2 separate regions of the Sparus aurata genome follow, and region 1 is linked to region 2. Evidence: chromatin contacts called from public Hi-C data. All regions are on one chromosome and are shown on one strand. The core of a region is the stretch at or near the end of the contact, and the rest is flanking DNA. Distances in the headings are between cores, read along the strand shown. Region 1 holds the start of srsf5a (serine and arginine rich splicing factor 5a). Region 2 holds the start of cox16 (cytochrome c oxidase assembly factor COX16).

Evidence for each region. A called contact is a pair of places that touch in the nucleus more often than the background predicts.
Region 1: a Hi-C map of an unstated tissue shows a contact between it and region 2, with 2.7 times the contacts expected there. The contact joins the promoter of srsf5a here to the promoter of cox16 in region 2. A contact is called at or near these places in 2 of 2 Hi-C or Micro-C datasets (skeletal muscle and an unstated tissue).

The regions. Positions count from the first base shown.
Region 1 is chr16:6,899,738-6,904,610 of fSpaAur1.1, reverse strand. It overlaps srsf5a (serine and arginine rich splicing factor 5a), which reads left to right and starts at 1,987. Exons shown (of 8, transcript XM_030443791.1): 1 at 1,987-2,217; 2 at 3,478-3,609; 3 at 3,706-3,776; 4 at 4,239-4,370; 5 at 4,787-4,865. The coding sequence starts at 1,996. It overlaps LOC115597654 (deubiquitinase DESI2), which reads left to right. Exons shown (of 5, transcript XM_030443800.1): 5 at 1-722.
Region 2 is chr16:6,765,869-6,771,280 of fSpaAur1.1, reverse strand. cox16 (cytochrome c oxidase assembly factor COX16) reads left to right here and starts at 4,069. Exons shown (of 4, transcript XM_030443803.1): 1 at 4,069-4,240; 2 at 5,117-5,194. The coding sequence starts at 4,181. actn1 (actinin, alpha 1) reads left to right here. Exons shown (of 22, transcript XM_030443750.1): 19 at 511-591; 20 at 926-991; 21 at 1,284-1,442; 22 at 2,245-2,865. The coding sequence ends at 2,403.

The DNA.
Region 1 (4,873 bases), core at 738-3,237, 140 kb before region 2:
TTTTTTTTTAATGTTTTTATGATTTATGTGAACTGTGAACTGTGGATACAAAGCATTTTGTCGATCGTAAACAAACCTTTTTTAAAAGTTACATCCGAAGATGTGTTCGTTGCAATGAGCAGATCAGTTTCTCATCCAGGTAAAACATGATGTCATGAGGTTATTTGTGGTCATTGCGGTTTTAGCATTCATGCAGGTGAACAGCCCCGTGAACGTCAACCCCCCTCCGATCTTAACGACGGCGGTAATTATAATGGTGATGACAAACATTGTGATTTTAATCTCGTCCCATCCCTCCTGCTGTAGTGTGCTGAACAACAGCTGCCCTCTCTCAGGAAGGAAATCACGTGACTCCTCATGGTGGCATTCGTCTCATTCCCGCTGAACACCTTCAAAAATGGGGTTGAAAGTGCAAATTGATCATTTGACTTCTTCTTCATGTTTCTTAAATAAGCTATATTCTTCTTTATTTTGGACGTAGTCTTACATTTCACCAAGTGTATTGTGTTCAGATCCTTTGGTTTACGTTTTGAGTTGAAGGGAGCTGTACAGTGATCAGTATTCCAGTATTCCAGTCTTTGGCACTTTCTACAGAGCAAACCAGACAGGTATTTTTTTCTATCGTACTGTGTCAACCTTAACCTTGTATTTCCTTTTCCTAACCCAAGACAATTTCAAGAATGATGATATAGTACTAGAATAAAGAGACAGAATAACAAAGAGATGTTGTGCCTCTTCTGTTGTAACCTAAAGGATGGATAGGGGTGGGCAGTTAAACGATACATACTGGATGATGACATATGTTTTTCGATAACTAAAATTATCGACAGGATGTGAAAGAAATAATATGTTGTGACTTCTATATACTGTGTTGCAGAGCTATCGACTGGAGTTTGCATCCTAACTGGCTAGCCCTGGCCTGTTTCGGTCCAAAGCTCCTGTAGTAGCGGTGTAAACACAGACAGTCCTGTGGTTTCCCAGCTCCCACACCACTAGCTGAACTGCTAACTCAGTGAAATAGCTAATGGCAGCCTCACATAGCAGCAGCTGTATTTTCAACAGGTGGCCTTTTACCTTTAACATGTGTGGTTACATCAGGCTGTGACTTTTTTATACTGGATTGTTTTGTAAATTTAAGCAGCAATACGACGCAATTCATTTGATCTGTCAGATGTTTAACTTTAAATAGTTTTACTTTCACTAGATACAAACTACAAACCAGATATTTCATTTTATACATTAACAATTTCTAGATGCCACTACTCAAACATATGGGCTAATATCAGGTAATCATAGATGTATCATGTTTAGTGAATATATTTGCCAATAACTGATTTTTTTTATCCATAAAACATCTCACTTTGTACTTATTTGGTCTTTGGAAAACGAATTTATAGGAGCCTGATGAAGGATTTTGTTTGAGTTATGTATCTTATGTATCATTATCTGTATTCTTTTTAACATAACTCCAATATCAGTATTGGTGTCACCCTCAAAAAGTGAGAAAAGGTTCATTTGGGCTGTGTGCCTAAATATACAGTGGGTGATGACAAAATTATTTTAGCAAAGAAAAGGATACTAACGTTTTTCAGATTTAAAATAAGGAGCAATATGTAGAAATGATTATAATGAGGACATGAAGGAAGATCACATTGGGCTGACAAAGCAGCCAGCAACACTGTCATCAGCCTCAATTAGCAGCAATATATCAATATCAAAATAAACATAAAACATAACCACATATCAAAATATAAATAATTACATGGAACTGTGCGCAGGTAGTTTAAAAAACTGTAAAAACATCAGATGTTTTCCAGCTCTCCTGCTTGCTTACATAGACTGTGAAGTGGGTTGCCAAATACGTGTTGCATCCCTCTTTATGGAGAGCTAAAAAGCTCCGCCAATTTTCTTAACAAGAAAAAAGATTCACGTTTGTTTCTGTTTATTTAACCATGATAAGTTAATATAACCTCTGCAGTATGTGTGTGCACGGAAATGGAGCCAAGTCGCCAACTCAAAACAAGTTACGTATTAACTGCGGAAGTTAATGAGCAACCCCAAACTGGCAACGTGAGTGTAGCAGCATTTCCTGTTCCCCGCTCTTTCGACTCGCTCGCCATTTTAATACCGAGCAGAGCTCAGACGAGGCAGTCAGAGTTGCAGGAAGCCAGCGACGTAAACAACAAAAACGGAGACGTTCCGAGGAAACCAGATACGGTGAGGATTGTACTTGTTTAATGTTAAATGTTTGAATTAAGTCTACGGTTTCAAGTTAGCTAACCGCGGTGCTCGTATTTTCTGAACAGTAACGTCTTTGTAGCTAAAGCTAGGTGGCTAGCTCGCGTTGCTAACGTGAACTAGCTAATGTCGACCTCAAGGCGAGCTGCGGCCGGCATGGATCGACCACGCCACAAAAAAACGTTTTCAGGCCGTTTAAAGATCACCCAAATTTCAGTAAATATCGGCCATCTAAACTAGGATGGCATTTGGTACATTTTTAGATTTCATTGCAGATATTTTCACACGGAATTGACGTATAATTGAGTGAGTTTAGACTTAAACGATTAGCCTACTTACCGCAGCGTGTCCCTCGTAGCTAACGTTAGCTAGCTGGTTAAAGTTGGGCCTTTACTAATGCTTTCTAATCGAGATCACTACGGTCCCATCGATTGTAAATCGGCTATTGTTTGGCGTATTTTTAAATATGACTTAATCAACCTTTGCTTTTGTAGATTTTGGTGCTTTGGTAACATTTGCAATTTTGCAAAGTGCCTTTAAAATGATGTCCAGCATAATAAAATCGAGAAGGGACGACAAAATATGAAAAAACGTCATGTAACACCATCTCTGAAATGTACATGTGTGGGGAAAAACGTATCGCGATAGACACCTCCCGCAAAACATTTTGAAAACCATTTTAGTTAGGTTAGAGTCTTTGTATCTGGATGCAAGATGTAGGCCTACCTGGTAAGCTAGGAACTGAATGAATGAGTGTTTGGGGGGGGGGGGCGTTAGTTTCGGGCTTTTGTTTCGGGCTTTTGGTGAAAACAGAGTGATGTTAAACGACTCTACTGAAACTGGCTTGACCAAACCTAGATTATCATGTGGCTTTGATGCTAATCATGTTTGTCACTCTCAGGCTAGACTTAATGTGACCCTTCTCTGACCTCTAAGTAGTGTTGCACAACCCAAAAATCAATGTTAGTTATGTGTTTATGAGCTTATAAAATCAGATAAAATAAGTATTTGATCCTGAAGCTATGTTGGGGGTTGGTGCTGCACAACGTTTGCCATGTAACTGCTTTGCTCATCAGTAACAGATCTGTTACTAATTAAGCTTGGAAGCCCCTCTGGCTGAAATTTACTGTTGGCTATGTGAGGTCAACATACTGACCTTCATGCATCACATTTTAAGCCATCTTTACTCCACCTTCTGGTTTAATGTTTACCAAGTCCCGTGTTTTCCCATTTCCGCAGATTACAATGAGTGGTTGTCGCGTCTTCATCGGCCGCTTGAGCCCACATGCCAGAGAGAGGGACGTGGAGAAATTTTTCAAGGGATATGGACGGATTCGGGAAATCAACCTCAAGAATGGATTCGGCTTTGTGGTGAGTGTGACTGACCAATTTGTGTGAATTACGAGTTCTAACCTGTCCTATTTTTCGTTTTTACAACAAACAATCCGTGGTTTCGTCTCTCCTCAGGAGTTTGATGACCACAGAGATGCAGATGACGCTGTGTACGAGTTGAATGGAAAGGAACTGTGCAGTGAAAGGTAATGATCTAATCTTGGATGGCTCCTTTTGTTCTAAGTCCCTTACTCCGACACGTTCCCTCTGACTGAATGGTGGGTGCAACTGACGACCACCCCAGCAGGTTACTTTGATGCAAAACTGTTTTGTTTTCGGTGACACCTCAAACACTTAAACTAGCTTTGGTATAGCTCTTGTAACATCTTGAATTGAGGAGCTTGCAAGCCATGTTACTCCCACCAAGCTGTGAGGACATAAATAAGTCACAGTGCTGAAATCACTCATGATGTCCCTGCAGTGTGTTCTGTTTAGTCCAATAAATATTTTGAGTCAGCCCACACAGATATCTAAATAACAACAAGACTTCTCACCGACCATTTTCTCACAATCAACTACCGACATTTTCTATTTCATAGATATGTGTAACATTTAATTTGTAGGTCATCCAAGGATTGAAACTAAGTATGTCTTGCTTCTCTTTTCAGAGTCACAATCGAGCACGCTCGCTCCAGAAGAGGAAGAGGTGGCGGCCCTGGAATGGGACGTTTTGGCGGCGGTGGTGGTGGCGGCGGCGGCGGCGGTGGAGGCTATCGCCCATCTCGCGGCAGTGGATCCAGGTACCTTTGCTTAATAATATCTTTGAGTAACCTGTTTTCACCAAATTGGTTAAAGCTAAGAGTTAGAAAAAAACGGTTGTCAACAGGAGTAATTGCAAACGTGACAGAAAATGTAGATCAAAAAGATTCCTGACATTACTTGTAGTCATTAATGTGAACTCGATTTTCCACTACTCCATCAAACGCAAATATTGACACAGCTTTTAGGCTCGCAAAGTAGGTAAACATAACAGCCATGAACATGGAGCTACACTGTCTGTTATATCAACCTGAATACTTTCTCACAGTCTATATTTAACACTTATGACTTTCCAGTTTGATTTGGACGCATTTAAAACCACAAGAGTCAAACATTTGTCATTCCCTCATTCAAGAAAATGTTATTTAAAAATTCTCTCTACTTTTTTTCCCTGTTGACCGGACAGGTATGGCCCTCCTGTGCGGACCGACCATAGACTCATCGTTGAGAACCTCTCCTCACGGATTAGCTGGCAGGTAAGAGA
Region 2 (5,412 bases), core at 2,820-5,319:
CAGGACTGTGTGTTCAACGCTAAATACCGCTAAATCGGTTTATGAGTGAAACAAATGAATCTGATTGTAAATGTTTGAAGTGTATTTTGCTTTGATGCTGTAGGGAAGTATATTCTGTGATGTTACGTACGTGTGCCATCGTTGATCTGAATAACCCACCACAGGGCCCCGTAGTCTGCCTGCCACACTGCACATTAACGCCTCTGAATGCCCTCGCACAGCATGGCAGCACTGCTGCCACCGTGTGTTCACCTGCCAGATCCTAATGAATATGCACTGTGTTCTCTGTTCTCTATCTCGTGCATGGCCCTCTCCCTTCACCCCCCTCAACTCCTTTTCACCCACCCGTGCATGGTGCACTCCCTCCCCCCACCCTCCAACACCACCTCACCCACCTCCTCGTCCCACCTCATCCACTCCTCCCCCCCCCTCCACCGTCACTGACACCGCTGTATGTGTTGCTGCATGGCCCCCCGACGCCTCGCCTGGCACTGGCCTCCCACACCCCAGGACCACTCGGGCACTCTGGGCGCGGAGGAGTTCAAGGCCTGCCTGATCAGCCTGGGCTTCGATATCGCCAACGATGCACAGGTACTTAATCGTAGCTCCTCCCCCGCTGCGAGAAGTTTAACTGGTTTCTTTTTTTTTTTTTCTTTTGGTCTTTTTCCCCTCTCGTATTTCTATCCTCCCTTTATTCCCACCTTCACTGCGGATCCCTCTCGCCTAAACTCCCTTTGTGACGCCTTCCAACATCCATTTTGTGGATTGTTGCGGTTTCTTCCTAAATCTACACTTTGTTCCTCCTTTACTCTCCCAATGGTTTCCCTCCACTATCTCTGCCACCCCTACCTCTCTCCTCTCTCCTCCTCTTCCTCTTCCTCCTCCTCCTCCCTTCCCTGTTTGTTGTCTGTCGCTGACCTTGTAGAAGAGATCAGGAATCATGGATGCTGAAGACTTCAAAACCTGCCTTATCTCCATTGGTTACAACCTGGTAAAACCATGAGCACTCTTCAAGCATCAACATTTGTTTGTGTGTGATTAACAGAAGTGGTAATGGATCTAGATGTAACCTTGACTGTGTTATTTTTTAATGATTTCTAGATTTTAAAAGATGGTTTACTTTCCATAAAGCTCCGTTAAATTAACGTATTAGAATTTGGAAGTCAAACAGCACCTTAGATTCATTTAAACTCACTCAAGTTACACATATTTGTACTAACGACTGGACCGAAGAAGGCCTGTCGCTGGCTGTGAGTTTCACGGTTCCTCTCTGTTGCCTTCAGGGTGAGAACGAGTTCTCCCGCATCATGAGCATAGTGGACCCAAACCGGATGGGCATCGTCACCTTCCAGGCCTTCATCGACTTCATGTCCCGCGAGACGGCCGACACGGACACTGCCGACCAAGTGATGGCCTCCTTCAAAGTCTTGGCAGGGGATAAGGTACGGCGTTTTGTTGCGGCATCATTAAAGAAGAGTAACAATGAAGTTCCTGTCGTATATTAAGCTCCACTCAGCCAAAATATGAATATTTAATACACTTTAAGGGTTGTGGGAGAGATACAAAAATGTGAAGAAGTGAAAATACAAATACAGAAAGAATTTTTAGTAACAATGGGTGGCTACTTAGATGTGAGAGGAGTTGCTCGTCTTCTGAATAATATAACTCTACATTTCCCTTCAGCTCAACTGAGCAATTTAGCATCTTTCAGCTCATTGTTTTGATTTTTGGGGCCAACTTAAGCATTTTGGTTCATGCTCACTGCTTAATTTTGATAACTCCAGTCTATAATTTCCAAAATAGTGAGTAAATAATACACTTTTACGCACCATTCTTATACACAGGCCATCAACAAAACAGGAACAGGAAGAAAATACATTGCAGGATGTGTTAATAGGTAAAAGGTTTGTCATATCAACCTTAAAGGTGCTGTCAGTATTGTGTTTCCACTGCCTGTAAGCTGCCAAACGATTAGTTAATGCAGGTTTAAAGACTTGACCAAGTAGTCTGTTTCAAATCAAGGAACTTCAAAACCAGAAACCACCAGAAAAAGGGGGGACATAAATCCATAAAAAATACTTCAGCTGGCAAATTGAGAGACGCATTAATACCTCGTCGGACTTCTTTTCCTTGTTACTTGTTGAATTTGTTCTGCCAGCCCAATATCACATTACAGAATCTTTTTAGTGCTTTCAGCTGCTTTTCTTACCTAAAACGTAACATTATTGTTCTGCTCCTCGACAGAACTACATTTTAGCCGACGAGCTGCGCCGAGAGCTGCCTCCAGACCAGGCGGAGTACTGCATAGCCCGCATGGCCCCTTACACCGGCCCCGACGGCGTGCCCGGAGCCCTCGACTACATGTCGTTCTCGACCGCTCTGTACGGAGAGAGCGACCTCTGAACACTCTGTCGTCAGTCGTCCTGACTCGGGACCACCAGCCTACCTGCTCTGATCACCGCCACGTCCTCCAACTGCCCCTCCACCACACTCCTGTCCTACTATGCTCATTTTTTGTATGTCTCTGGCCTTATCTTTTTGTCACTCTCCTCTGTGTCCTCCTCCTCCTCCTCCTCCTTCTCCTCCGCCTCCCCCCCCCAAACCTCTCCAGCCTCCTCCCTGCTCCCTCACACTCTGTCTACGTTGTATTTGCTTCCCACGCAATGCAGCAGCTCTCCAGGTTTACAAAGAGGGAGAGAGAAAAAAAAAAATGTTTGTTTCTGTTTTTATTTTCTTGTTGTCATTGTTTTTTCTTCATAAAATGAATAAAGTTAACATATTTTATTATACTGAACAAAAAAAGGTATTTTTCTTCACCTGATTGAAAATAAGAGACGAAAATTGTAATAAAGAAAAATTGCTGTACGTTCTCTTCTTATTCTCTGTTTGCCGCAGGGATGACTCGTGCTCTTGGTGGATTTACCGTTACAGTTTGCACTTAAGAAAATGTCTTCATCATAAAACTGTATGCATATATATCTTTATGTCCCTTAGAAAGCAGGCAAGAACAGGATCCGCGCTCATTAAAATGATTATGTTGGCCTAAATACTCCCACATGAGGTTAGAGATTACCTGCAGGAAGAGAAGTGGAGGAAACCGGCAGCATAGTGGCAGAGCTGGTGGAGCATCGTACCTCTGTAAAGTTTAAAAGTTGTATACCTTCTTCTGAGTGATATCTGTAGGGGCTTTATTAACCAGTTCAGGACTTTTGTTCTGTTCAAGAGTTTTGTATTCTTAGATTTTTCTTATATGAGGCTGCCGCTGGAGGGCTGGGGCCCATTAGTAGTTGCCTGTTTTGCCCTTTGGTAATCCAGTGCTGGTTCAGCCGTAAAAACAATAAACCTGATGCATTCAGGTGCAGCACCTGTCCTGAGCACAGACAAAGTGCTGTGAAAAGCTCTAATGAGGCAAATTAAGTGGAAACACCTTATAGAGCCAACAGAGAGGTGTGTGATATGAAACCAGTGGCTGCAGAGACGGCTGGAAAACATTAAAAATGTAAAAAAAAAACAAAAAAAAACAACAACCCCAAAAACAGACTCAGCGATCTGACCTACATAAACAACACATAAGCCAGAGGACTGGCTATTTAAAGTGATTTATATTGTTATTCTTGATGCCTGTCCACAGGTCGGTTTATGAAGTATCAAAAGAGAAGTTTCCTTGTAGCTTTTAAAGATGAGACAAAAGATGACAAGATGAAATCATCATCAACAACAACAACAACAGAGGTTTTGGCACAAACCCTTTTAAACATTTACCTATGGAAGACTGAAACCTCCAAAATCCTTAAAAAATAAAATAAACAATAAAACATTCATTCATCGGTTACATGTAAACATTTTCAAAAGATAAATGAATAACTAAAATGGAAAATAAAATGTGGAAATAAATAAACAGTTTAATTAATATGAAGGTAAATAAATATTGAAGCAAATTAATGATATCAATTTATTTCAAATTTCATAAATTAATTAATGCCATCCTGACATTAATGCTAATTCTAATTTTAATTCTCGTCATTAAAGAAATATATTTCGACGGACACACACCGGAACCTTCGTATCTCGACAGCTCTACGGACAGTTTAAGCGTCGGACCCGTTCAGGAAACGCCTCCGAGCTGTGACCTGCTCGATGTTGTTGTCAGTAAAATGACTTGTAGCTGACAAGAAAAGTCATGTTTAACTTAAGGGCGTTGCGGAGAAACAAAACAGTTAGATATGGAGTCCCCATGCTCGTAAGTAACTTAAATATTGAAGTGTTTACGTGTTTATTGAGCGTTGATTAGCTGTGTTAGCTAACACTTTAGCTAGCAAGTGCAGGATACATAAGTCTGCTAAAGGTTAGTATTTTATCTGTCTGCTCATGATAATGAACTGTTCTTAGTGATCGCCTTTGTTTTCCAGAATAGAATATAATAAATGTTTCCCGAACCCCAACTTTGGGTTTTAAACAGTCTTTAGCTTGTCTGGTTTAATCTAGTCCAGATCTGACAAGTGGTTTTGTAGAGTTGCTTCATTGTGATCTAGATTGGACAAGTAAAAATCGCCCTTTTTGTGTTGTCTTTCAAAGAGAATAGGGTTTCAAACTTGTCCACTTGTTAATCAAGGCCAAGTGTTAATGTAGTAGTTTTAAATAAGCACATGGTCTTGTGTAAAAGGAGAAAATGCAATGGAATCTTCTTTCTCTATTGCTTTTATGAATAAAATAAAGGATTCATAAATCTAGAAGTAGGTTGTAAACAGTGTTAAGGCTTTAACTATTAAGTGTTGACATGTAAGGGACAACTGGTTGTTCAGGTGGTGCTTTAAAGTTTCCCTTAAATGCTTAAAGCTGGAGACTACAATGAAGAGTATGTGTTAGGGAGGTGTTTTTCAACTTTATAGTCACTTTGGAGGCTGTACTGTGATTTGCGGCAGTGTTGAATTATTTTTTATCAAATGCTTATTTGTAAAATGTATCAAGGTCAACTGGGAATAAATGTAATTGTGATGTAATGTCCATTATTCCAAACCAACACCCTCTATCCTTTATTGTAGCAAATGCTCTTCATTGCCTTGACATCAGCATTTAGGATTAAAGTAACTAACATTACCTATTTTTATGTTTTCAGTTGCTCGTAGTTGGAGGATCCTTTGGCCTAAAAGAGTTTACACAAATTCGGTATGACGAGCAGAAGATCCGAAAAAAGGTTTGTCATAGAATTACTTTTACATTACAGGCATTTAATATACCAGCGTCAAGGTGTAATGTGGTATAAACGTTGACAGTTATCATACCAGTATTTACAGTTTATTCTACCATAAGTGATGGGTTGATAAAAAAATATATATATTTCAACGTCATATCAAGTTTTGTATCTGTCGGTGCATAATATTTCATGAAATTGTTTTTAAACTTTTGTTCAGT